5 separate regions of the Mus musculus genome follow, and regions 2, 3, 4 and 5 are each linked to region 1. Evidence: chromatin contacts called from public Hi-C and HiChIP or PLAC-seq data. All regions are on one chromosome and are shown on one strand. The core of a region is the stretch at or near the end of the contact, and the rest is flanking DNA. Distances in the headings are between cores, read along the strand shown.

Region 1 (5,216 bases), core at 1,504-4,003:
TTCCTGGCCATTCCAAAAGGACTGTTTTCAAAGTGTACAAGTGCTTGCTTCTGCCACCGACCCCATGTTGTTAAATAACACTTGTGTGTAATTAAATAAAAGACCCGGTGTGACCCCCAGCCCGTTTTGAGAGCCACTTTAACAGGTCTTCTGAAGACCATACTAGAAATCAAATGTAGGCAGGCTCTTTGGTCCTGTGATTTAGAAAAGAAAGGGAGGGGGTGGGGTGGGTGGAGAAAGTTGCTCTTGGCCTTCATGGCATGCACACATTCTGGAAGGCGGCCTTCAGGAACCCCTCAGAACTACAAAACACAAACACAGGTGTGCAAGCATCCAGTCTTTCCAATGACCCCCCCCCCACACACACACACACACACACTCATTTCAGAATCTTTCTATGACTGAGCATCTGTCTCCAGACTCCTCTCAGCCCACCTCTGTTCCCTGTGTTCCACGTCTGGATTTAGAATCCCAGGCTGCCAGTGGATGTTGTGATAACAAGAACCAGGCTTCCAACTCCCTACTGCAGTCTCTCTCTCTCTCTCCCTCTCTCTCTCTCTCTCTCTCTCTCCCTCCCTCTCTCTCTCGATCAGGTTACCTCCGAAGGTCTATGCTTTCCTATTTAATGCAGTCTGGGCCACAGCACTCCAGCCCAGCCCACTGGAACTCGTGATTTTTAGGGTTTCCCTTGAAACCTATCCAGAAACCACAGCCATTAAAAGAACATGAAGGTTTGACACCTCCTGAATTTAGGAATGAGGGGACTCTAGGGGCCAACTCTACAAACTGGGCACCTGCTGCCTGATGGCAAAGAAACAGTTACCCCCAGCTATGGGTGAGCTTCAAATTAGACTCTTATTTACTTAGTGACTCGTCACCAAAGATCTCAAAGCACGAAATGAAGTGAGATGAAGATGACGTGTAACTTCCTCACCATCTCTCTCCCAGGCTTAAGTCTGGTTTCCTTGCTGTGTCTTGATGCCGTACACCAAGCAGGCCCTGGCCTTCCCTGCCTTCCAGATGGGAAGCCTATATGCTCTGGGGTTTATATATCAGTGGCTCCAAGAGAGTCTTCAGAGGCTGATAAATGAGAAAATGCAAGGGGTGGAGGGTGGGGGGTGGGGTGCCCTCCTGGACTCACCTGCTCTCCGGTCACCTTTAAACCAGTTTAGCACACTGGGTACCACCACTAAGGCTGGCTGCTGAAACTCCCTTTGAGTGTGCCATGTGGGCTGTGGGCTCTCCCCTGAGGGTAAGATTTCCCATCACCATCATCATTACATAGGTACGCACAGGACAGAAAAGGCTGTTATCCAGAAAGCTTGTTTCTCTCTAAGCCTACAAAATGACTTTGAGTTGGATTTTGTTTTGGTTTTGTTTTTGGTTTTTTTGTTGTTATTTTTCTTGTTGCTACCCTAACTTGGATATCTCTCCTCTTTAAATGGAGTTTAAAAAAAAAATCTTACCTTTCCTTCGTACTTCCCGCCCCCCAAAATAAATGCTGTACCGGTTCTGGCAGAAGAACAAACCGAAATTAGAGAGCAGCCAGGCCAAGATGATCTCCATAGGTCCCGCCAGCTCTGCCCTGATTCTCTCTTTAATTACTCCCCAAACAGGCACATTCTTCACATTGCTGCAAACTGACCAGCGACTTCTAACACACTCTCACTCTCTCTCTCTCTTTCCTTCATAACCGCCCCCCCCCCCGGCAGCTGAAGGTGTGTTTTAGACCAAAGAATCCAAAGTTCTCAATGGCACCAGTACCCCCAAGTATTAACAAGGTAGGAACTAACCCAAAAGCAGGAGGAGGAGGAGGAGGAGGAGGTCGGGAAGGAAAAGCAAGAGGAGATAGGAGGAAGAACGTACTCTGGTGCCCAGCAGACTCTAAGCCACTCTCTCCCCAGGTAGGTTCCTCCTGGAGTCTAGGAGTTCAAGTGCATCCAAGCCTGCCCTTCCCCCACACGCCCCAAGAGAATGGGAAGTTCAGCCAAGACTCACTCGCAGCACCTGCCTCCAGCGCTAGGCCGGCTGCGAGCGGCGCGGCGGGGGAGGGAGGCTGCACTCACCTGGCACACAAAGCCTCCGTACACCTCAGGAGGAAGGAGGCACTCGGAGGTCCGGGGGCCACCACGCCGGGCAGCGCGACAACGGGAGATTCCAGTGGCAGCGGAGCCCCGAACTTACCCACCCCAGGCGGCATTCTCCCCACCTCCCGCTGCCCCCCGGGCTCGGCGGTGGCGCAGGCTAGGAGCGAGGGGCCTGGCGGCAGGGGCGGGGCGCGCATGGTGGCGGCCCGGGGCTGGCGATCTGCGGGCTGCCCCGGGGAGGGAGGTCCCCCAGGCGCGGCGGGGATTCACCCACGGGGCGCGGCGCTGCGTCCCGGTCCCCGTCCCGGCCTGCCCGCCTCTCTCCTCCTCCTGCGCCGCCCGCTCGCCCGCCCGCCCGCCCGGAATCGCTTTATGTAAATGAAGCTCAACTCGCAGTTTGCAGCGCGCACCGCCCGAGGAAGGGGGGCGGGCGGGGCGGGGGGCCTTCGGGGATCCACATTACACAGCAACAAAGCGGAAGGTTAATTTGAAACTCACAGCCCCGCAGCCTCTCGGCTCCCCGGGCAAAGCCTGACATCTACAGTCGCGCTGGGCGCAGGCCGGGCTGCTCGCGGTGGCCGCGCCCGCGCGCCTGCGGGGACCTGGGGACATAGACGCACAAACACACAGGAGCAGGGCCGGAGCTGCCGGGCCCGGGCTCCCAGCACCAGCCTTGGAGGCGGCCTGGGCCGCACTCGCCTGGGGACAGGAGCCTTGGCTGCCCTGGCCTGCACCAACCCAGGAACCGGCCCGGCAGGAACAAAGCCGCGTCCCCGCGAGGCACTGACCGCACCGCTCATCAAAAGTCAAAGGCCGGCCTGGAAGAAACGGACGCGCCTTCGGCCACCCCCAGTCTCTCCCCCAAAAGAGAAGAACAAGCAGTCGGGGCCTCCGAACCCTGATCCATCAGTCTCTGGGCCCTGTCCACGTCAGAGCCAGGCCACTCTAACATGGGGACTTTAGCCAATGTGGACAGGAATTTATTTGAAACACACACCCATCCTATTAACTGCTTCACAGAGCACTTCTGTTTTTCAGCTGCAGAAACTTACGAAAACATCCCCTACTCACTCACTCTCCATTGAGAGTTTAAGGACAGTTTCTAAGGAGAGGGGGAGAAGAGGAGAGCAAGAAACGACTAGAAAAGGCCAAGCAGCCTGGAACCACCCGCTGTCAGGATCAGGAGACTGCCCTTAGGAGCCACAGAGCATTTCAGACAGGGCAAGAAAGGTGGCCCGGCTCAAGACGATTCTACCACCAGGATCAAACCCAACGGGGCTACCTCGGCTGGTCACAGCGACAGCTGGGCACTTCTAGGTCTCCCAAGGTTCACCTTTGGCGTTCTGTTATGCAAAGGCAGGCCCCCTTGAAATCTCACCGGAAGGCTCCAGTCCTCTCAGACAGAATTCCACCCTCCTCCTAAATCTAGTCTTCATTCCCAGCATAGAAAGACACCTGCTTTTTCTCTTTCTGAAAACCAGCCACCCAGGCTGCCCCCGGCAGCCGCGAGTCTTTTCCTACTGCACAATAATGAACCATGCAAGTGTTAGAAATATAATAAGCTCACCCGGCGAAGAGCAGAATGTATGGAATCGTATTTGCATTAAACACACACTAACAGGGAGGAAAGGGGGAGGCTTGCTTGGTGAAAACTACAGGGCCCCAATGTAGGAAGCATTTTGGTACAATAGAATTCGGTTTCAAATCGATGTAAATACCTAACCTGTTGGGCGCAGTCTGTTACCCTGTCTATATTTTAGCACAAGAAAAAAAAAAAAGATTGCAATCGCCGTCTCCCTTCCCCCACCCCAAGCTAGGACCTTGGGAGAAAAGAGCTGCCTCTGGGGAATCATGTCTGATTAGGGACAAAGGAGGGCAGAGGCCAAATTTAGTCAAACTTGGGGAAGGGGGAGAGCAGGTCTGGGGGGGTTGGGGGAGGATGGGTTTTTGAGCCAGAGTATGGCCTCCATAGACCTGCTTCAGGCTGCCTGACCTCGGGCTCAAGAACAGGTGGTGTTTTCAAAACACACTGTTATTTATGTTAGCCACACGAGTCAGGAACACCTTAAAGAAAACCAATTAATAATTTAATTGAAAAAGTGGCAATGAATAATGCATAAAGACGAGGAGATAGGCAAGGTGGGGGGGGGGAGAATCTCCTCTCAGAAGATGACCCCCCCCTCCAGAAATCTCTTTGGGAAAACAGAGATTCCAGACCCTCAGCCCTCACCTGGAAGCTACAGGCTGAAGATGCAAAGCCAACAGGAAACTGCTTTCCACTCCTGGAAAACTGAATTTTGCAGCTTCCTCATGAGTTTTATTCACGGGACAGCCTCAGAATCTTGTAAGGAGGTGAGTATAGGTGGGGGCATGGGATACACATTTTGACAAAATGAAAGCTAGAAAGGGAAAAAAAAACACCCCACAAGACAGGATCTAAAGTAATGAGAGATCCTGAGGAGGGGGTGGCAGTAGAGGGCCTCTGCCTTGATCCTGCCTCTGTCCCAGGCCCTGGGTCAGGCCTTCTACACCTCAGAAGCCTGACAAGCAGAAAAAAGAATGACCCTGATCCCCTTTCTTTATCTCAACCCTGCAATAACTACATGCATGACGAGGCCTACTCAAGCCTGTCTTTGTTTAGACAAAAATTTAACTTGGAGAGCCACAGGCAGGTAACCTACAGCCTGGAGACCGTCGTGAACAGGATGGACTGTGAAAAAAAAAAAAAGCTGGGGTGCTCCTGCCTCGGGGGTAACTCATTTCCATCCAACCAAAACAAGAGGGAATTCACAAGGCCCACGCTCACATAATGAAACCGTCAATTTCTCCGAAATCCACGTTGCCAATTCTGTCCCCAGACTCAGGACAGGGCAGCTGTCTGATGTTAAACCCAGGCCTGCCCAGCACTGACAGCCTGATATTCTGGGGCAGCACCCAGGACGCAAGGACAAAATAGAGCCACCGCCAGAAAAGGCAGGCCCCTTCACGGGTTTCTCACCGCCCTTTCCTTCCCTGGCCTCAGCTCCCTCACTCGCTCGCTCGCTCGCTCGGCTAGAAAGCCTCACTGACAGCCAAAGGATAAATATTTAAAAATAAACCAGGGAATGCTAGCCCCTTCTCTTCTCCTCC
Region 2 (5,475 bases), core at 2,804-5,303, 230 kb before region 1:
GTGGCGAGAAGATGGGCAGCTCCATTGGCATGGAGAGCTGGGTGAGAGGCACGGAGGGTTGGGCGGGGGCGATGGTGGGCGAAGTGATGGGTGGAGCCGACGCGGGGATGGCTGGCGCGGAAGCTGGCTGGGGAGGTGCGGTAGGAAGCGGAGGCGGGGGAGGCGGAGGAGGGGGTGGGGGTGGCTCCGGGGTCTGGGGCCTCAGGGGGTACAGTTTATCATAGTGCTCTCTGTATTGCTTGGCAAACCTCTCCAGCTGTTTGAAGGGGAAGTAGTTCTGATGCACGTGCTCCTGGTGGCTCTTCAGAATCAAGATGTTGGAGAAGAGCTTGCCGCAGGAGTCACACTCCAGCTTCTCCAGGCTTTCACCGCCTTGCTCCGCCTTCCCGTTCTTCTTCTGTGCCTTCTGCTTGTTCTCATTATACTGAATGACGAGCTCAAAGCCAAAGTTCTCCAGCAAGGCCTTGGTAGCATTCCCCCTGGCATCTGAAGCAATGCGTGGAGGAAGCATAGTGCCCTCAGAGCCGCCCCCTGGTGCCAAGTCTTTCTTCTCTTTGGCCTTCGAGGCATCTGGCAGTGATTCCTTTGGTCCCGTGTTACCCTCTGCCCCCTCCGGCCCCTCCCTCTCTCTCTGGCTTTCCTTATCCTTTTCCTTGATGACCACTTTGTTTTTCTTTTCCGGGTGTTGGCTTGGCTGCAGGAGGGCTGAATGACTCTGGGAAAGAGAGAGCTGACTCTGCTGCTGCTGCTGCTGCAGGATCTGCTGGTGGCTCTGCTGTGGGATCTGGACCTGAGCCTTCAGATCTTCCAGCAGGCCTGGGCCTGACCCCGTGAGTGTCAGTGCCCCGCTGGTCACAGGCAGGCTCACCTCAGGGTTGAGCTGGAACTCAGCGCTGGGGATGTAAAAGGGGAAGAGGAGGTGCTGCTGCTGCTGCAGCTGGAGCAAGGTCTCTGTGGTCATGGGGAAGTGTGGGAGGAGCGTGGGGTTGAACAGCTGAGACTGGATCAGGGCGGCCTGTTGCTGCAGCTCCTGCTGCAGGTGTGCCTGGACTTGCGCCTGGGCCTGGGCGAGTGTCTGGGCTTGCTGCTGCTGCTGCTGCTGCTGCTGCTGCTGCTGTTGCCTGGACGCAATCATATCCGCTAACTTCTTCCGGTTGGCCTCTTTGGGCTCTGAAGGGGAAGCGATGTTGGCACTGATGGGGTTCCCCAGAGGCGGCATCACCACGCTCTCGGGTGGCACCTGGCTCAGCGCATTGACGCTTGGAGCCATGGCGGCACTGCTTGGATTGGTGGCGGTAAAGGTGTTGTTGGCGCCGCTGCTGCCCACGGGACTGGGGGTAGAGGAGCTGAGGGACACCCCGCCGCTGTTGCCAGTCCCGTTGCTGTTCCCACTTGCAGCCTCCAGCTTGGCTGCCCGTGCCTTGGTCTGGTGCAGCACAGACCGCATGTGGATCTCCAGCGTGGAACTCTGGCTGTACGCCACGTTGCAAGTGTTACACTTAAACGGCTTATTGTCCGGGCTGCTGGTGGGCTCCGGCTGGCCGGTTGCCGATTCCTGAAGGGCCCTCTTTAACTTGTGCAGGTGCGAGACGGAGTTGTAGTGCACCAGCAGGATATTCTTTTGAGTGAAGGATTCCTTGCAGACCGTACACTTGTAAGGGCGGGAAGGGTCCAGAAACTTCTCCATAGTGAAGTTGGGGCCTTTCCTGAAAGGCAGAGCTCGCTTTGGCTCGGAGCCTGAATCCTCCTGCACTGACCCAGAGTCGCTGCCTGTCGGGCTCTGCTTATCTTCCAGGTCACTCTCTTCCTCCTTGTCTTCCTCAACGATGATGGTGTGGTCTTCAGCCAGGGTGGGGTCTCCCATCGCCAAGAGGTCCCCGTTGGCCAGAAGCCCCCCATAAAGCTGTTGGATGTCAGCCTCACTCAACTCCAGGTGACTCGTCTCGAGGTGTTTTTTCAGAGCCTGGAAAGTCCGGAAACTGCGCTGACAGAGGCAGCACATGGTGGCGGCTCTGATCACGTGGTACTGAGAGTGGAGCTGCAGCTTTTCAATGGTCTTGAAAGCCAGGCTGCACTGGTTGCAGCGGTACTTATACACGTGGCGGTCTGACACGGGCAGCTGGGGCCTCTTGGCGTGCACCTCGTTGAAATGGGTCTGCAGTGTGGCGGAGGTTTTGAAGACCTGGTTGCACCCCTTCTTCCAGCAGAGGAAGCCTGAGTCTTCTCTCCCGCAGCTGGGGTCAGCAGAGGTCGGCTTGAGGTCCCCGCCGTGCTCCATGCTTGCAGGTGGCAAGATGTTCTTTCCCGGGTCCTCTGACGCTTCTGTGAAAAATACAAACACATCAAGCCCAAAGATGAAGAAGGCTTTGTTTCCAGGGTGGCACCCAGAGCGGTTATCTAGCCCGGCTTTATGAACACAGGAAACATCCAACCGAGTGCCAAAGTCTCTCCACAGGGCCAGTAGAATACGCACATAACCAAGGTGCCCAAGAACAGATGGATAGGAAGAAGGCTATATTATATATAGGCCCAATTCGTAACAGGCCTGTGTCATAGCATAGACCCAACAGTCTCCTAACTGTATTTAATTCTGAAGCCTCGGTTTCTCAAAAGGTCATCTGAAGGTTACTGGTCTCAAGGGTACCATTCACGCCCACTTTTTTGGTTATAGGAATTTTAGCACATCAGGTCTGTTGTCAGGGGCAGCTGCACTAATGCTGTCCTAAGCTGTGAGGAAGTCCTGCATTTAGGGTTTCAGGATTCTTGAAAGCATTTAGTTTCGTGTTTAATGTGACACCCCTCCCCCCTGGCTTTTACATCACTGTTTCTAGAACCCAGGTCTCTGCTCACGTTAGCAGGAAAGTTAATTATTTAACTGTACTACTTTAAAAAAAAAAAAAGGTTCATCATATCCATAAGTACCCTGGCTCTTCCCAGGTCTCCTTCTAATGTGGCCACGTCACAAGGAAGAGGGCTGGGCCCCGGCAGTGTGAACCTTAGATGCCTGTAAGAGTGTGCTCAAGACTGAGGAGAGCAAAGAACCAGCACGGAGGCCTAAGAGCTATCTCACTACTGCAGCAGAAACGCCTGTGACAATGGTCCTTACAAGCGGTATGTTTAAACAAGGCGATTCCAGAAGACTCCAAGCGTTCTATGCAGAGGTAGTGAGAGAGACAGCTGAGGGATCTCATTGAGTGGCAAGGCTCTAGCAGCCATGTCTTTGGCTGAGTTCACCATGGGGATGTCCATGAGCAAACTGACTACAAGATACTTCCTAAGACCTAAAAGGCCACAGGCTTTGCTGATAAAACCCATCAGCCCCATTCACTTGGGATATACTGTAAAGAATCCCTCAGCCCTTGTGCCCCATGGAGATTTTTGACCAAGAATTCATCTTGTTTCTGGCTGGAGGAATTATGATTAGCGACACTGACCAGGTTGCTTTCCTGCCTCTTCCAAAGTGGAGTTCCCATCTCGGTCCGCAGCGGCAGCAGGGAGGAACATGCTACTAGGCATAACCATCTCAGGAGCGGTCACCTGAGGGGAGAGAGGCAGCGAGACGACAGAGTCAAGGCGCGGGGGAAAACAGACACAAAATACGAAAGGTTTAAAAAGTATTCAATAAGCAAAATTAGCCTTCACCAGCGTAGAAGCTGGAGGTGTCACTTTGCATAGCTCAGTGAAGACTCATGTTTATTAGACAAAGCTCACATCAGTCAAAAGTGTTTCTACGGTTACATTCTGGACATAATTAGCAGTGCACACTTGAAGAGTAATCTTATTATTAATATTTTTCTTTTATGCAGAATTTTGACTTTGATCACTGACAATGTTTTGTCACGGGCTGTGAAACTTCTTGGGCAACCAATTAGGTAGATAAGTTGAAAGGCCCACCTTAAGCTACCGCAAACATAATAAGGGCCCTAATTAAATCATACCTAGTAAAGTACGCGGTAATCTGGAAGCAGGGAGCATTGTAGCACTGTTTTCAAAATGTATTCAGGCGAGGAGAGGAGGGGAGTTGGCGGAGTGAAGGAAAGGGTAAGAGGCAGAAAGGAGAACAAAGGGAGGCTAAGGACGCGCACACACTGGCAGCTTTTCCAGGGAACAACACCGTGTAACCCTTTACAAGCTGACATCAAGCACAAACAAGCAGTTCTTGTGACTCACGTTAAGCCAGAGTTTCGTCTAGAGCCTTTTATGCATGGGGCACACAGCATCAGAGGGAGCGTGTGCCCAGAATCCCAGCAATCCAGCTAATTCTGCACAGCGTTCTACAACGGAAGCCCCCTTCCCTGAGACTGGGCCGTTAGCCCCTAATGGAACATTTCCATAATTAGCCCTAAGATCTAAGTAGCTACATTTTAGGTCAGATCCTCAGACTTTGTGCTCTGCCTCCCTGCTGTGTGGGCCAGAAGCTAGCTCCTATCACAGGCTCTTCTGGATGTGTGACAGTGACAGGCCATGGCAGCCTTCAGTATCCGGGCGAAGAATAAGGACTCTCCATCTAAAGAGTTCGCTAACCTGCAAGAGTTAAAGAGTTCGCTAACCTGCAAGTACAGCTCTCCAGTGGCCACAACCTTAAAAACCAAACAATTCTCCCTTTCCCGGCAAGTGCCCACTACCCATAGCTCCTCAGTCTGCAGGGGGACCTACAGATTGTCTACCTCATTTGGGTGGGGTTGGAGGACGAACTGGGGCATAGGCATGACCATGTCTCATTGTGTACACGTGTGACACTCTGGAAACTAACAGGGGAGTGGGCAGCAATCTCTCTTTGCCACGAGGCAGGAACATTTGACATCGATAACAATTCCAGATGCACTAGAAACTGTCTTTAATTTGACAATGGCTGGAGGAGTAACGGGAGGTGGCATAGTACCTAGCCCCACCCAGAGGCCCTGCTGGACCAATCAGACAAAACTTCACTGCAAGACTAATTTCGCTTGTTTAAACTTAATATTTTAAAAATTATTTGAGAGGTTGTGAGATCCTTGCCTTTCTCAGACAGCTGCTGGCCAAGTCCGCTAGTGTCACCAACAACAGGCTCAACAAGTAGGGGGAACTAGAACAAATGTGGCTGCTGGCCAAAAAGACGACTTCGTATTTAGGTGCACGAGATAGGGTTTTACAGGTCTGGAAACCAGTAGACACAAAACCTAAGCAATAGGCGCTCCAGAGAAGGGTCTTGAGGAGAAGGCCCACCGCGCTAGGCAGAGCAGGTGTGTGGCAGGTGAATGGGAAAGGCATGTGCCCGCCTTCAGACAGCTGCACCACAGTGCATGGAGCCTGCGACAGACAGCTGCTGTAGAGCTAGCTAGCTGAATTGCCCAGAACAGAGTGGGGACTGCCAAACTCGTTCTATTTTCTCCTTAATAGAAAGCATTTCTGACCAGTGTGGTTGGGGAGTCCAGCGGGAATCCAAGAAGTGAAAGGTCACCGATTAATTTATAGTCTTCAGCCTCTTCAGCCGAG
Region 3 (4,863 bases), core at 816-3,315, 250 kb after region 1:
GAGTTTACAGTGAGGCAGCGGGGGCGGGGCGGGGGGGGGGGAGATAATGTCTGGCTCCGATATTAATCTTGAATTCATTCCAGTCTTACCAGCTAATGTCACCTGGCAGAGCCATAGCCATTGCTGAGCCCCTCCCTCCCATCCAAGTTTATTTGTTGTGGCTATTTTACCAGCTATTGGCTCAACACACTCCAGTCAAATATTCATCATTTAGCTCTCTGGGTAGACCGTATCTAATCAGCACAGGAGAGAAAATAGCATAATTATAGATGCCGGATGCCATTATACTCTGAAGAAATTAAACCCCCGTCTCAAGCCGACCAGCAGTTGCTGTGATTGCATCGCCACTGGGGTTACGGAGAGGTTAGTGGCCATTCGGGGCCAGCGGTACCTTGTAGGAAGCCTGACCCAGATGAGCCCTAAGGAGGGCCACTCTTGCGCACGCACATTTGTAGCATCAAAAACTCATCAAATGGCGGCAAGTAAATTAATCTTTTATTGTTCCGAGAATTTGATAAATGCGAGGGGCGATAAAGGGAGGCTCCTGCGTGGAAATGGAGGGGACAGTAAATAAACGGACCCAGAGAAGCCCAGTCCTGAAGCTGCTGGCAGGAATCTCCACTCCTGGTTTTTTTTCTAGAGCCCTTGCAGCTGGGCTGACCAAGCAATATTGACAATTGAGGAGAGAAGCAAGGCTGTTTTCCCAGGCAGGCGAGCTCATCCGTAGGGAGCCGCCCTCACAGGAAACCCTGATATCTGTGGAAGATGCTTTTTAAAACAGGTCAAACAGGAGGCACGTATTAACCCAGGTCCTGTCCATAAGTAGATTCAATGGGTCTCGTATGCATAAGTTTCTACATTGGCAATGCTAAGCAGTAGTTTGTTTGGGGAACGTGGTAAGATCATCCAATCATGTTACACTATCAGAGCGCTCCCAGCCTTCTGCCTGTTGGAACAGGCTTCTGGGAAAAGCTAGGACTGTGGGGTCAGCTTCCTCTCAGTCCTCGAGGCCCAGTCTCTTCAGAAACCTCTCCATGGATACCAGCACTTGTCCGGATAATAGGATGAGTCACCTTTAATCTATGATACAGCACCTCTCCCTTAGACCTAAACCCTTGGTCAGCTGCCCCTACCCACCCCCGCCCCCATCCACTGCTAAACACTGTTGGTAAGAATTAAAAAATGTCCAAAGATGCAATTAAGCTTTCCTTATTACTATTGGATGACAGGTCCTCCTCCTCCTCCTCCTCCTCCTCCTCCTCCTCCTCCTCCTCCTCCTTCTCTTCTTCTTCTTCTTCTTCTTCTTCTTCTTCTTCTTCTTCTTCTTCTTCTTCTTCTTCTTCTTCTTCTTCTTCTTCCTCTCTCTCTCTCTCTCTCTCTCTCTCTCTCTCTCTCTCTCTCTCTCCTTTTTGGCTAATAATACTTCTGAGGTTTGGATGAGTAACTAAGAGGAAAGGCAAACTCCTCCTCGTCCATCCTGCTGCCGACAATTAAGAAACCTCAAAGTAATTTTTGAAAATGTCAGCGTCTCATTTAGCAAAAGGATAAATAATAAATGAAGCGTAATCACTGTCCTGTGCTGGTGGTACAGCTTCGCGGTGTCATTAGTAAACTAACGGTATAATATCTTTGTGTCACAGTTTAATTATATCTTGTAATTAGTTTCAGCAATGGATTGCGTGGAGTCAGGCCCCCTGAGCTAAACAAAAGGTAATAGAACTTTCAGCGTCCTGCATAAATCAATTATGAAAGTGTCCTTCGTTATTTGAAGCTTGTTTGCTGTAATTTTATGCACCAAGCTGCGGCCAACTGGTCCTTCTTGCTCATGGAGGGCAGCTCACCCCACCCTGTGATTGCCTGCAGCTGAGCCTGCAGTGGTGCCCACACATAGCCTGACTGGCCAACACACTTGTAAGACTACTCAGCAATCAATGTCTGGCAGGGCAAGGCACTGAAAAAGCGGGGGGTGGGGGGGAGTTTCAGAGGGTGGGGACGGGGTTATGCTAGGACTGGGGCAGGTAATAGATGTACCATGTGCAAGCGAGCAGGGAATCAAATGGGAAAAGATGTGAGAGCCTGGAAGAATGATGCTTTCTGCTTCCCCGAACAAAGATGAGAAGGTTAGGAGCATCAAAGGCCAAGCAAAATTGATGAATATGGGCAGGCAGACGTGGTACACGTCCCTTTATCATCCACCCTTTCAACATCCCTGCTCTCCCCACGAGGTTGGAATGAGAACCGGCACGGGTTACTTGGCAATAGGGAATGGGAACGGAGAATCCACATCTTTAATTGGGTCTAATTCAGGTCCTACAGAGCTCAGGAACTGTCAAGGGCTTCTGAGCAGCGTCAAGGGCTAGCTGTGGTCACCGGGCCTGGATGGGAGAGTCACAAGTCCCGCTGGGGAAAGCTAAGAAGAAACTCAGGGGCGGAGGGTGGGTTAAGTCCAAATGCCACCAATATGTGTGATCGTCTCTTTTTTGATCAAACTATAAGGCATGGCAGAGAGTGGGGGTGGGCCCCACATTCAAAGTCCCCATCGAGTCATCTTTGAAAGTAAGCCTAGTGCCACACTGGCCTTTCTGTTTATACAACAATTTACAGGTTTAAACGGAACCCCGCTTGAAAAAGCTGACTGAATTGTGAGCACTTCAGCAAATTTAACAAAAGAAAGAGCACAGGCAAGGAAAAGAGAGAGGGAGAGAGACAGAGAGACACGGGGGGGGGGGGCGGGGGGAGGAAGGTCCAGTCCTTAGACTGGTGTGCTGCAATCTGGCTGGTTGCTATGGTGACGTGATGGCTTGTTCACATGGCAACATACCTTAGGTCCACTATTAAAATGATGAGAGTGAACTCGGTTGCATTAAGGAGAGTGTGCTGTATGCTAAAGCAAGTCTTTATCTCCAGAGAGCCCTGGACAGAGACTAGCATCCAGTACAAATGAGGGAGTCAGGGAGGAGGAGGAAAAGGTTGGAGGTCTGGGGGGAAATCACAGGGATACAATAACTATGAAAAGAAAGATCCTCAGCTCTGTATCTCAATCGAGGGCCTGGGATGCAGAAGATGGACAATGAGTTTGCTTTGCTGCAGAATCCATTGTCCAAATTGGCCCATCAGGCTAATGACCCCTTATTTAAAAAACATGTTCCAAATGAGCCTGTTATATACCTTTGCTGTTTGCAACATCCATGGTAAACTAAACCCACCCAACCCATGGGCTGCTCCAACGAATAGCGGAGCGATTGCCACTTAAATAAAACACGCTCATAACGACGAGGGTGGCAAATTACATAGCATTTATTCATTAAATATAAAAGTCTGCCGACAGCCGCACATCCACGTCCTATCACAAGAGAGCTGGCAGGGAGTGTCACCCGAGGAAATATGGATTCATGTTCCCTTGGACACAGTGACAATTTTTCCTCCTACTGACGTTGAGAGGGTGGTAATAATTTTATAGATATTACCCCCCAATAGTCCTTCTTATTACCCATACTGCCATTTCCCCCAGCATTTAGCAAGTACTGCTGTGGTGTACATGAGAAGCATGTAGGGATTACAAGGGCATATCTTCCCATGGTGTGGTCCAGACAATATCACAAACCATCTCTGGGATGCTTGCATGCCTGTAGTTCCTTCTCCCCCACAACTCATCCTGATCCCCCTTACCATCTCTCCATGGCTGGCTTTACTATGCTTGACTATCTCATTGACATAACGTGAAGGGGAGCCTTCCCAAGTCACACATCCTCAAGGTAGAAGACATGGCAGAATATGAGATTAGCATTTCCAGGTATTCTGATGGCAACTGCCTAAGAAGACAGAGAGCGCGTCTTGACATCTACTTCCGAATTGGTACCTACATTATGCCAAGGATCTAGATACACAGAAGCTGTTTTTCAGCTGTCCTGAAGAATGGCAGAGGACCCTGAACTCCCAAAAGGGCTGAGGCAGCAGGATGGAGAAACAAGCTGGAGACCACTCATGAATGTCTTCCTTCCACTCCTAACTCCACACTATTCCTGAGTCACAGGCTCAAGCCATTGCTTCCTGGTAGTTGATAGGAATCCATAAAAGGCTTTGGTGTCTTTGTGACTCTGTAAATCAATCCCACCATGAAGGGGCCAGGGTAGCTCAAGGTTTGAGAGCTTGGACTCACAGCAAAGACTGACCTTGCCACTGGCCAGCTGGGTCACCTTCCTGAGTGGCAGTGTTCTGACTTGAAATGTTGGGGCATAGAATTAGCTCACCTCCTTGGATTGTTGGGGGATTGAGGTTACAATGGAAAGGGCATTCCCTTAATCCAAGGCATAAATATTCTATTAATTATTGACAGTCCATGTAGACCCAGGCAGTGCATGGCAGGCACTGCTGGTTTTTATTGTAACTTCAACAATAACTAAAGCAAGTCTTCATACGATAAGTTCTTGAACAATAGACCAGCGGCCTCTTCAACTGTCTTAGGAGAACCAAGGGTAGGACACAGCTTAGATAAACTCATTCTAGAACCTTGTTCCCTAAATGCTGCCAAAAAGGCACATCTGGGATAGAGCTCAACTTGACTTTTTTTTTTAATTTTCCTTTTGTTTTATGTTTTGAATACTGACAAAAATACCAGCTTTATCTTTCTCCCTGAAATGATGAGCAAGCTTCTTCTAAGTGTGGTAAACTCCAAAGAGAGAGACAGACAGACAGACAGAGACAGAGACAGAGATAGAGAGACAGAGACAGAAATAGAGCTTGAGTGAGACATAAGGCACACTTCTGGTGTGTGTCAGATCTCCATGAGAGCCACATGCATATTCTCTCTTGAGGACCAATATAAGTACAAGGTGGGCAGAATCATGAAGCACATCAAAAAAA
Region 4 (5,346 bases), core at 1,795-4,294, 150 kb before region 1:
TTGGTAGGAAGGGCTCTGTAAAAAGGCTGACAGAAACCCCAAGCCTGGTGACCTGATGAGACCATCCCTCCTGTGACTGGCCACCTTCCTCCCAGAGAGAGAGGAATTAAAAATCCTAACTCACTCAAGCCACTCAGGGTGTCTCTGTCATCTACAGCTAAATGCCTGGAAAGAGGAAATGGTTTGGGTCCTACCCACTCTGCACAGCTTCAACACTAAGGCACCCAGAACTCATACACACCACAATTCCTACCGATATTCAGTCTAGTCCTGCAGAGACAGGAGTCCTGAACAAGACATCTGTGGGGCCTCTCTAATTTAGGGAGGACTGACTAGCCCAGGGGTCGGGGGCTCCTATCAAGAATCCCACGGAGAACCAGCTGGGCCCATTTGTTTATTTTTTGGTGTTCTTCCAACTCTGGGGCAAAGGGAAAACTGGCCATTGCTGGCCCAACCCAATCTCATCAATGTCTATGCTGCTGGGGCTGCTGGGCTCACTCACATCCCCTGGAACACAGTCAGCCAGGAGCAGAGTAGCTGACTAGGAGCAACCTTGAGGCTCCAGGCCCCTTATTCAGTAGGGACAACTGGCTTGGCTTTGAGCCCTGCAGAGAGACATCCAATTCTGTGGAAGCTGTCAGTGCTAGAGGCACAGCTCAGATGCCCAGGAGGCTCCTCAGGAGCATCGAGAACCTTGACCGTCCACGTGGCCTGGCTGTCTCCAGATCACTCATTCTCACTGGGACCAGGTGAAAGCCTTCATGTGGTTTACAAGACTTGAATAGGAGCGACCATTAGAAAGGCTGCTTCCCTTCCCATGAGTGGGTAGCTGCTCATTAACAGTGATGCACAGTTATGTGGTCCTAATGCAGATGTGCCCGAGAGTGAGCTGCACTGCCAGCTCAGGGCAGTCTAAACCAGACGACAGCATGTCAGCCCACTGCTTACCACTGTTATCTAAACCATCCAAGTTACCTCAAGTGGCAAGAACAGAATGTTCAAGGCAACTCTATTGTTCTCAGGTGAGGAAATGCCCTGTGTGGGGGTTCCGAGGCAGCACGGGAGGAAGGGACTCTTCTCAGAACCAGTGTGGCCAGTTCATCTGCATCCAGTGATCACTGACAGCTGAGTTAACGTTGAAAATCAGCTTAATTTTTCTGTCACAGTGGGAAGATAAGCCAGAATTTTTTGTGTGTGTCTGAAAGCTTCATGCTGTCTGTCTGTCTGTCTGCCTAAAAACTGAAGACTGCCTTTGTCCCAGCATTGCTGTCTAAAGCATGTTGATCCGGGTTTAAATATTTCACCAGAACAACAGAGGTGGGAGAGGCTGGCGAGGGGCAGAAATTTCAATGTCTTCAGCAACAGGTGTTTTGAGAAGCTGGACTTCCTTTAAAAATCAAGAGAAAGTGAGCCAACACCTAGAGGTTTTGCTTCCAGTAGACAGAAGCTATGATCCTCCCATGACTGCTAGAGGTGGACTGGACACTGGTCAGACAAGCTAGGGCTGTGTCCAGCCTGCCCCGGTCAGCCTACGGTCCTTAGCCATGAAGCTGCTTCCTCTCCTCAGGGTACCACCCAAAGGAGCTCTTTTATTAGCCAAATACTTGGGGGGGGGGGGGGATGTTCCTGTATATTTATATTACCTCCTTTTGTTCTACCAGGGCATGCTGGGGGAGGGGAAGAAGTTATGATGAACTTTAATAAAAACAAAATTAAAATGATTAAACCTTTCATATCCTTTAGAGATAATCTCTCTTCTGCTGGCTGGTCAGACCACAGCTTGCTGCTGCTGCTGTTGCTGCTTTTCAGTTTTTTATCCCTCCCCCTAAAGAAACAAACAGGAAAAAAAAAAAGCTGCCTGGGGCTAGATTTTTTTTCTTTTGAAATATATTAAATTTGTCCTCACACAAGGCAGACAGGTGTGGTGGAAACATTCTTTCCAGATATCCAGGAGGGGTGCCAGCATCCTTCTCTCAAAAGAACCTTAAACAAGTGACTAGAAGACATAGCTCCCCCCAGTAAACCCAAAAACCTAGACCTCCAAAATCCCAGTCTACATTCTTGATTAAGGAAAGGGCCAGAGAAAACAGCAGAGTATGGCACAAAGCTCTCTGGTCTTATGTGTTCCAAGGAAGTCTTCAGATCTGCCCGAGGTCTGGGCACATAGCCACCAAGGAATGAAGTGGCTGCCTGTCACAGGCAGGGCCCCCAACATGGAAGTCAGAGGTGGTTTATCAGGCATCCAGATGTGATGGCCACCTCTGGTCACGTGGCCCTGGAGACACTAAGAGGGTGAAATGTTTAAAAAACACTGCCTGCTTTAGGATTGCAGCATCAGTGACATGAAATCCCACCCCAGAAAACAGGAATGAAGCTGCAGATCACAGGATGTTCTGTCTGACATGGGTGCCCGCCAGAGGGGCAGCTGGCTCGGGAGGTCTTTCTCAGCATATGGTAGCCAAGGGCTGTCCTGAGTTGTCAGGACCCAGGTTTGCACTGAGGCAGATGATTTATCTGTAAGGCCAAAGATAGAAGTCTTCCCCGTGCTCCATGCTTAGGCGGTGGGAATTCCAGCAGGGATTTTTGTCTTTTGGGGTGGGGTAAGGGCGGTGATGCTGAGCCCCGGCCTGCAGCAGAGAGAGCCAGCCCCACACGACTGTGTGTGGACTTGACACGAGACCCTTTGCCCTTGCAGCTGCGCTCTGCTCCAGGTTCCGGGAGATCTGGCGCTCTGTGGCCTCCATCCTCACCCATATCTTAGCTCCTTTTCCAGGGAGGCTTTGGGGGAGGGAAGTCAGGAGGGACATGACCCCCACCCGGACTTACAGACACAGGTCACTTGTCTCCCTGAACCTCAACAGCAGTAACTGTTCTGCTTTCTGGTGTGTTCACATCTTGACTGGAACCAGGCCAGCCAACCCAACCTTACTCCAATGCCCTGCCTGGAGCCCAGTGTCCTGCCACATCCCCACTCCCCAGCCTGCTTTTCTGTTCCTCCAGGCCAACCTCCCCCTGAGGCAGGATCCTCCCCTTCCGTGCAGCCCCTACTGTCGCCTCCCACTAGAGGCCTTTCTTAGCTCCTTATCTAGAACAGTTCCGGGTCCAGTCTCCACCCCTGGGCACCAACATCCCATATTTGTTGGGTGTTAGCCAACGAGGAAGGGAAGACCTGAGCTATGTTCTCCTTCCTGGCTGATTCTCCAGACTCCAAACCAGCATGGCTGTCTAGAAGACAATGCCAGGGTTTGCAGGACAACGGAGCCTGACCTCCAGGCTTGGGTCTCCACAGCTGTGGGTTTTTGTGAGAGGAGCAAGAACAGGCAAATAGGATCCCCTGCCTCAGCCTTGACGCAGAGCAGGACAGAAGCTTAATGAGCAGAGGGAGCCTAGATGCCGGGCAGCCACATATGGTGGGCGGAGGAACTAACTCTGGTTTGCTACAGCACAGTAGGGCGACAACTGTCTACAACCATTTGTGATGTGTTTCAAAATAAATAGAAGGATTTACAAGTTCCCAGCCCAGAAAAGCGATTCATGTTCGAAGTACACGTAAGTACTTAATGCATACATTCCATCCTTAGGGGGTGCATACTGGTATCAAATTCCCTGGCCGTTTCTTTTTCTTTTTTACTCTGTATCTTCCTTTCTGTATCTGATTCACCTGATTCCTCAACTCTTAAGCTCCTCTCTGGCCTTCTAGGGCATTCTTTCTCTTTTTAAAATACTTCAGCCCCAACTTTATTCCCCCACCCCCGCTTTCTGGAGGATTTGACACAAAAGAGTAAATTGACAAGAAAGGGGCCAGAGAAATGGCTCGTGGGAGAATGGCCAAGCCTGGCCACCAGAGCTTGACCCCTAGAGCCCATGTGACAGAAAGAGAAAACCCTCCACACAGCCCACCAATCAATCATCCAATAATTTATTTAATATTAAAAAAGGGGGGGACCTTAAGTTCTCTGGGTACTTTCAGCCACTGAGATCCTTTGGATGAAGCCCAGCCTATTTTTAAGATAGAAAATTCTATGCCATTATCAGGTACCAAATGTGGGATGGGACAAGGAAGCCGGGGCCACCAAACTTTACCATGGACCCACACTGTATTGTTCAGTCTCCCAAAGCATGCAACGCATGGGCAGCCAAGAGGCAAAACCGTCCGCACAACCCGCACGCCCATTAACTGAGGACAGGTGCGGGGCCTCAGCCAGTGCTAACTGAACTCATCTTACAGGGACCAGAATACACCCAGTGGGGCTGGCTGTGCCTTTGGGGGGCTGGGAGGAAGGCTTGGAAGGGGACCATCAGGACAGGTAGGAGAAGATTCAAGGTAAGACACACTCGGAGAACCGCGGTCTGACCTACTGCTCCCTCTAAGTCTCTCTGCTGCTCTGATGCCAGGGACAAATATTGAAGAGAGTGTGCTGACAGTGGAAAACTGGAGAAGGCCTGCTAGGGCCCCCCTAGCACTGCGGGGGCCATGAGCAGGGTCCCTGGCATCCTCTCTTAGCCTCTGCAGCCATCTTTGTGCTCTCTGCTCTTGCCACACCCAGAGAGGCAACAGAAAAGCTGGGGAAAGTGGTGGCAGCTTATCACAGAGCCCAACGTCACAGACTGAACTGTGTTCTTCCCACACGCCCACGCTCAGGTCCTAACCACCAGAAAGAACCTCAAACCCTGCTTTCACTGATAGAGGGGGGACTCCCCATAGTAATGAAGTTAGTGAGGCCTTCAGGATGGACCCTCACTCAATCTATCCTTTTGTGAAGAGGGTTAAAGTGCAGGGGAGATGGCTTGGCTCCGAGTTTAAGAACGTGCAATATCCTTCTGGAAGACCTGAGTTTAGTTTCCCTCACCCACATCAGGCAGCTCAAAACCAGTTATCTCTAGTTCTGGGGGGTCTGGTGTCCTATTCAGGTGTCTGTAGGCAGCAGGCATGCATGTGGGATCCATGCACATGTGCAAACACTCGCTCACAGGTGGTATACATACGCATACCCAGGCACTCATACAGACATAAAATAAAAACAAATCTTCAAAAGAAAAAAAGGAGGGGAGAGAAAAGACTCTTACAGTTAGTTATGAGGAATGCTCATACATGGAAAAAAGAGCAGGTGAGAACAAATTAAGAGAACATGAGAGTTGGCTGCCATCATATGCAAGCCAAGGAAATGACCCTGAGAGGGACCAAACTGTTTAACAATTTAGGCTAAAACTGGGGACTACAACATCAGACAAACCCATTCTGAGAAAACAGAATGCTGTCCAGTTTTTAATGTTTTAATTAGCACAGAGGTCAAGCGTCTTTTCTAAAAATGCAATAAATAGCTCCTTTTATTAGAATATACACAA
Region 5 (5,015 bases), core at 2,034-4,533, 130 kb before region 1:
CCTCAGTAAGAGCAGTTGAGGGGGGAGCCTGTAACTGCTCTCCATCTACAAAGCTGGAGACTCCCGGGTGGGTGGGAGGGAGGGCCCTTAAGGAACAGCCTCCGAGACGACCGGAGCACTAATGATGACGTACCAAGGGCTTCCGGTACATGGGTGAAGTGGGGTTACAGTATTAAAATCTCCCCTAGAAAATCAGATGGGGGGTAACTAGGAACATAGACAAGCTTAGCTCAAGAATGCTCCAACACTGAAAGTGGAAGCTGTAAGGCCCAGAACAGCGGACTCCTGTCCCGGAAGGAATCCAACACCGAGAGAGGCCACGTGACTGCCCTCGGGTCTCTCCAAGTTCCGCAGACAGAGAGGACCTGAACCCGGGACGAGATTCCAAGAGCCTACTGTTGGGTTCAGCCCCCATCTGAAGGGCCTTTCTGGAACGAGAGGCTCCCCAGGCCCAGACTCTCACCTTGGTCGCCTATAGAATGAGCCCTTTCGAATGCGATGCGTCCAGGGGTGAGGGCGGTTATTTTTTTATTTATTTATTTATTTATTTTTTAAATCATTGAGGTTAAGTCTCAAACCGAATGTCACATTTTCGGCATGACGCGTGAAAGGTCAGCCTAAATATATACATATTTCCTGTTTGATCTTGGCTTTTCATCCACTGGTGCCCTCGTCCTTGGCGCATGCTAATTTAGCCCTATTTCACCGTAGGAGTCCCGCAGACGCCGTAAGATATGATTTATAAGGAGAAAAAAAAAAAAAAAAAAGCAAAGGAAGTAAAAATGGCCCCTAGATCAATTGTTTGGGTGGCTCTGCCCTATTTTCTGGTTTCTAGGCCAGGCTCCTCACGCCCCAGAACAAGCCACCAGAGTGCTTCTTCTCTATTTCCAAACTCCAGGATCCAGGCTGAGATGCCGGACTGCCGAATCTTTCCCCTATGTGAACACTGCAGTAACCCTCTGCCGGACACTAAACCCTAAGAATATGCATATAGAAATCTGCAACCCTCTGTTGACTGTCGGCCTGGCAGCAAATATTTCTGGAAAAAAAAAAAAAACACAAATATGGACGCTTGCGGCATCCTGGTACTTTAGCATACAGTCCATATATACATATTTCCCTGTGAGGAAAATTCTCAAAAGAGGGGTCCTAGCAAGGCTAACACTGAACTGACCATCCTTCAGAAAATGCCTATGGCCTGCCCCAGGCCCTGGAACTGCCAACCTTCACCAGAACAAAGTTCTGACAACTGTGGCCTCCTTGGTTCACTGAGATGGTCACCTTCCTTGGCAATGACTCCCCAGCCCTCAAAGATATAAGTCATCACACAAAATATAAGAGTCACAAGACCGTCCTGCTCCTCGTTAATCTCCTGTTGATAATGCTAGCTCCGAGATACACTGTGGCTGAATACTGGTCCAGCAGGAGACCCTCACTGTGAGCCTGGGAGGCCTCTGTACCCTCAGTAACCAAACCTCCTCATCCCACAGCTGGGGGGCGGGGGCACTCAATAGTAAGATGCACAGAAAATGCTTATTAACGATACCTGATACACAGTTAGCTTTCCTGACAATTAAGGCTACTGTTGTTTGCGTTCTTCAAGCTTGTTAATCTTTGGGGTTAAGAAGGGAACTACTTAACATTTCCCTCAATACAACCCACGTTCATGGCTTCCTGGATCCTAAAGGGGAGGCCAAAGTTAACAGTGAAGAAACTGTAACACACAGAGTTTACACTGTGGTCAGGAGAGCCTGAACACATGGGATTTCCCCCAGTGAAGAGATGCTTCCTGTTTACTGGAAGAGCTTTACCCAGAATGCCCTGCTGCTGGTGTAGGTAGCCCAGGCCCTTGCCACATGTTCGTCCATCCCTTTGTCTATTGGTGAAAAATCAAGGGTCCTGTTCTTAATCAAGTCTGTGGATATCCCAGGTGAGGACAGAGGACACAGCTTAGATGGCATAACTGGGAGGCACACTCCCCTCACTCCTAACTACACTCTGAGGGGCTCACTTATTTGTCTCTCCGACACCATGAAAATCCACATGGCAGAGGCAGGGTGAAAGGCTGCCTGGCAGTCCACACAGGTGCCATGGCTCCATCTGTAAAGTGGAGGCATTCACACGTGCCGCGCCTCCACAGAGGCCATTGATCGAGCCGTGTGAGAAGCCATAAGTGGAAAAACCTCTGGAAAATGCGAAGGGCTGTCTGAACATTTGGCACCACTGTGATCATCACACTTCGAGCCCAGATCCTGCCTCCTCACACCTGACAGGTGGGTGCCACACCACAGGCCTGGATGTTGGTGATGCAACTAATGTTTTAGCTCACTGGCTCTCCAACATGGGCGGCATTGATCAGGAGCACAGAGTTTGGGGCGGGCACGGTGGGGGGGAGGGGGGTACACAGATGCAGTTGTGACACCTTGAGTTACTAGGGCCCCTTCCAGGGGGCTCTAATTCAGCCAGAATTTATAATCAGATGCCAGTGCTGAGGCTATGGCTTGGACAACAATCACCAGAGTGGGGGGGGGGGGGGAGAGACCCAGGTGAGAAAACATGGAGACACCCCCACAGAAAGGAGGAAAACTTCCAAGGCCTCAAATCTCTGCACTCTGCCATTTTCCTGAAGGGAAGTCGGGTACATCACGCAAGACCTGCATGCAAGAATTCACCTCCCCCCCACCCCCAATGAAAAAGTCACTGGGGCAGAGCTGCCCACTACTGGCCTGCTTCACAACTTCCATAAAAGTCACAACTGCCTCTATTCATCTTCCTCTGGCCTGTCACTCCTGTAGTCTAAAGTTCCCTGGGGCTGTGGGAGGGACCAGGACAGGTGGCAGGGAAGTGGAGGGTGTGGCTGTTTTCCTCCTCTGCTCTGCCTTCCTGCTAGGGGTACCCCCCCCCCAAACAGATGCTCTTTGGAACCAAGCCCACAGTGACTCTCAACCAATAGCGAATAAAAAGAAGCATCTTTAAGGTCCCTCCCATGCTCTTCCACTTCCTGGCTGCTGCTGCTGCTGAGAGTATGAATTTGGTATCCAAAACTTGGTGCCTCCTCCCGAGCTCTACTGGTACCACCTTCATGATGAGAGAAGCCAGGGGTGGCCAGCCATGCCAGAGAGCAGGGATATGGAACATCCATGGGGCAAACTTACTCATAAGCAGTTTGTGATTTTTTTTTTTTTAAATTCAATTTCTCCCTTGGAAGGGGAAAATGGGAACTGGACAGAGAGAAACTTGCTGACACATCTGGCGGGGATCCTCCCACCTACTGTTAACAGCACATCCTTTCTTCTCAGAGTCCACTACTTTTGCTGATGGTCGGTCGGCTGGCCGAAGGGAACAGGAAGGAGGACAGGGAGCAACAAGGTAAAAGAAACCTGTTTGTAGGAAACAGATCCAAGTGCCTGCCAAGAGACCAAGACCCGGCCATCTGCAGGCTAGATGGCCACATGGCAAGAGGGACCGTTTTCAGGAACCATGACATGGCTAGTTTCTCCACTCTGCTTTCAGGACCGCCCCTCACCCCCCAATAGATAACCCAGACAAACAACCAGCACACCGAGCTCCCCCCCCCCCCGCACCCCCCCAGGTCTCATTAAAAGCCGATACTGCCGGCCTCAAGATGGAGAGCTCAGCATGGATTTTACTGAACGTTAAATCAACCAGCGAGCGCAGCCAGCAAACTCTGTGCCACTTTAACTTTAAATAATGCAATAATTATTGAATTTCCTTTTTATAACTGAAGTGCTGGAATGTAAACAATGGGGCTGTAATTGCAGGAAGGGGGGATCAATAGAGGCAATCGTTTTCAGCCATGTTAATTGTAAATACAATTGCTCCAAGATGTCAGCCGTGTTCTTCTTGCTTCCAGAATCATCCTAACGGATGACAGAGTCCAACTTTCCCATTACAGCTGTTCGTTCCTTTAAGAGGTTCTCAATCAGGTCTGATCAACCTGTCAAGATAATGCATGGAGTAAGTAAGACTCTTCCAAACACAGGCTCCCAATCAATAGCCGGGACCGGCTTAATGAGGTGGGGCTAAGGCCCAGAGGGAGGGAACAGCCCCCAGCTTGTGCCTAGGTTTGGCAGCCAGGCTTCCTAGCATGGTCCTGATAAACAGATCAGCCCTTAATGAGGACATTAGTTATGCATGCTTCAGCAAGCAGCGAGGCACCCATCCCTTGGGACAGACGGACAGAAAGCAAAATAGATTAACAGAAAACAATATGGTGCCAAATTAGGTCTAACTGAAGACTTTTTCCCTCCTTCTCCTGCTTCTCTTAATTGTCCAGCAGAGTGGAGGACATCGATTAGTCACTCCACTGGGCATGGGCTCAAAGACAGGAGTATCTCCTGGGCTGGGGGTGGGGGGGTGGGGAGAATCTCTGGGAGTCTGCTGGCTTCCCTCGACTGTACGGTCCCTGAAGATTAAAATCTCACAACCTCAGCAGCATTTAAAGGCCACAAGGGGCCTCCCACAGAAGGGTCTCAGTACTGTCCGTCCAGTAGAATAGAAAGACGAGACTGAGCCCTGAAATCTGATGTTCTCACAGAGATCCAACTGCCATTCTTGAGGCCAAGATCCAGCTTTGGTCTTCAGAATGGTTGTTCCTCATGGAAGTTGCGAGTGTCGAAAGCCGCTGCTCCGAGGCCCATGGCTGCTGGAGGAGCCTGAGTTCTCACAAAGATAACAAACAAGGACGATACATTCAAGAGTCTGGGGAGGCACCTGCCCTTCCTTCATTCCTGGCCATTGGGGGGGGGGGGCGGCGGGGAGTCCCACCAAGAACTTGGCAATTTCTTTGCCCGGGGATGCTTGGCTTGCGGCAGACACTCTACACGAGCAGTTGCAGACTGCCCAGCATCAGCGTTCCTAGGAAACTTGGGACTTGGAGGTTCTTAGGCTCTGTCCAGGTCAACAGAAACTCTGAAGGTGAAACCTGGAGACATGGGTCTCAGCAAACCTTCCAGGTGACGCGTAGGCAAGGGCGGTCTGGTGATCATGGCAGG

Evidence for each region. Hi-C and Micro-C count contacts between places; a contact is called where the count stands out from the background. HiChIP or PLAC-seq counts read pairs in DNA pulled down with a chosen protein or histone mark.
Region 2: an H3K4me3 HiChIP or PLAC-seq map of embryonic stem cells shows a contact between it and region 1, with 7 times the contacts expected there. The contact joins the enhancer-like site here to the promoter of Zfhx3 in region 1. A contact is called at or near these places in 1 of 39 promoter capture datasets (the HPC-7 cell line), 4 of 484 Hi-C or Micro-C datasets (embryonic stem cells and nephron progenitors), 10 of 115 datasets of contacts at active chromatin or transcription factors (bone marrow-derived macrophages, craniofacial prominence, embryonic basal ganglia and 4 more) and 1 of 9 other capture datasets (embryonic stem cells).
Region 3: an H3K4me3 HiChIP or PLAC-seq map of neural tube shows a contact between it and region 1, with 3 times the contacts expected there. The contact joins the enhancer-like site here to the promoter of Zfhx3 in region 1. A contact is called at or near these places in 2 of 484 Hi-C or Micro-C datasets (the N1E-115 cell line and embryonic stem cells) and 5 of 115 datasets of contacts at active chromatin or transcription factors (differentiating embryonic stem cells, embryonic forebrain, embryonic hindbrain and 2 more).
Region 4: a contact with region 1 is called in a Hi-C map of uterus, with 2.3 times the contacts expected there. The contact joins the enhancer-like site here to the promoter of Zfhx3 in region 1. A contact is called at or near these places in 1 of 484 Hi-C or Micro-C datasets (uterus), 7 of 115 datasets of contacts at active chromatin or transcription factors (bone marrow-derived macrophages, embryonic basal ganglia, embryonic stem cells and 3 more) and 2 of 9 other capture datasets (liver and pancreatic islet).
Region 5: a contact with region 1 is called in an H3K4me3 HiChIP or PLAC-seq map of bone marrow-derived macrophages, with 6 times the contacts expected there. The contact joins the enhancer-like site here to the promoter of Zfhx3 in region 1. A contact is called at or near these places in 1 of 484 Hi-C or Micro-C datasets (the N1E-115 cell line), 8 of 115 datasets of contacts at active chromatin or transcription factors (bone marrow-derived macrophages, craniofacial prominence, differentiating embryonic stem cells and 3 more) and 2 of 9 other capture datasets (liver and pancreatic islet).

The regions. Positions count from the first base shown.
Region 1 is chr8:108,712,181-108,717,396 of GRCm38.p6, reverse strand. It overlaps Zfhx3 (zinc finger homeobox 3), which reads right to left and starts at 2,753. Exons shown (of 10, transcript NM_007496.2): 1 at 2,067-2,753.
Region 2 is chr8:108,943,164-108,948,638 of GRCm38.p6, reverse strand. It overlaps Zfhx3 (zinc finger homeobox 3), which reads right to left. Exons shown (of 10, transcript NM_007496.2): 8 at 3,435-3,537; 9 at 1-2,322. Among named protein-coding and RNA genes, the nearest start is that of Mir3108, 9.0 kb to the right of the region's middle. Within about 2 kb of position 4,053, at least 14 of the 459 cell types and tissues checked have an H3K27ac peak or open chromatin away from gene starts, as enhancers often do. A contact at or near this core is called in embryonic basal ganglia and embryonic forebrain, where this site is marked.
Region 3 is chr8:108,464,798-108,469,660 of GRCm38.p6, reverse strand. The region is part of intron 2 of Gm39243 (a long non-coding RNA gene); the gene reads left to right. It also overlaps a transcript of Zfhx3 not described here. Among named protein-coding and RNA genes, the nearest start is that of Gm39243, 5.1 kb to the left of the region's middle. Within about 2 kb of position 2,065, at least 11 of the 459 cell types and tissues checked have an H3K27ac peak or open chromatin away from gene starts, as enhancers often do. A contact at or near this core is called in the N1E-115 cell line, where this site is marked.
Region 4 is chr8:108,865,804-108,871,149 of GRCm38.p6, reverse strand. The region is part of intron 4 of Zfhx3 (zinc finger homeobox 3); the gene reads right to left. Among named protein-coding and RNA genes, the nearest start is that of Mir3108, 68 kb to the left of the region's middle. Within about 2 kb of position 3,044, at least 21 of the 459 cell types and tissues checked have an H3K27ac peak or open chromatin away from gene starts, as enhancers often do. A contact at or near this core is called in liver and uterus, where this site is marked.
Region 5 is chr8:108,845,444-108,850,458 of GRCm38.p6, reverse strand. The region is part of intron 3 of Zfhx3 (zinc finger homeobox 3); the gene reads right to left. Among named protein-coding and RNA genes, the nearest start is that of Mir3108, 89 kb to the left of the region's middle. Within about 2 kb of position 3,283, at least 33 of the 459 cell types and tissues checked have an H3K27ac peak or open chromatin away from gene starts, as enhancers often do. A contact at or near this core is called in the N1E-115 cell line, bone marrow-derived macrophages and microglia, where this site is marked.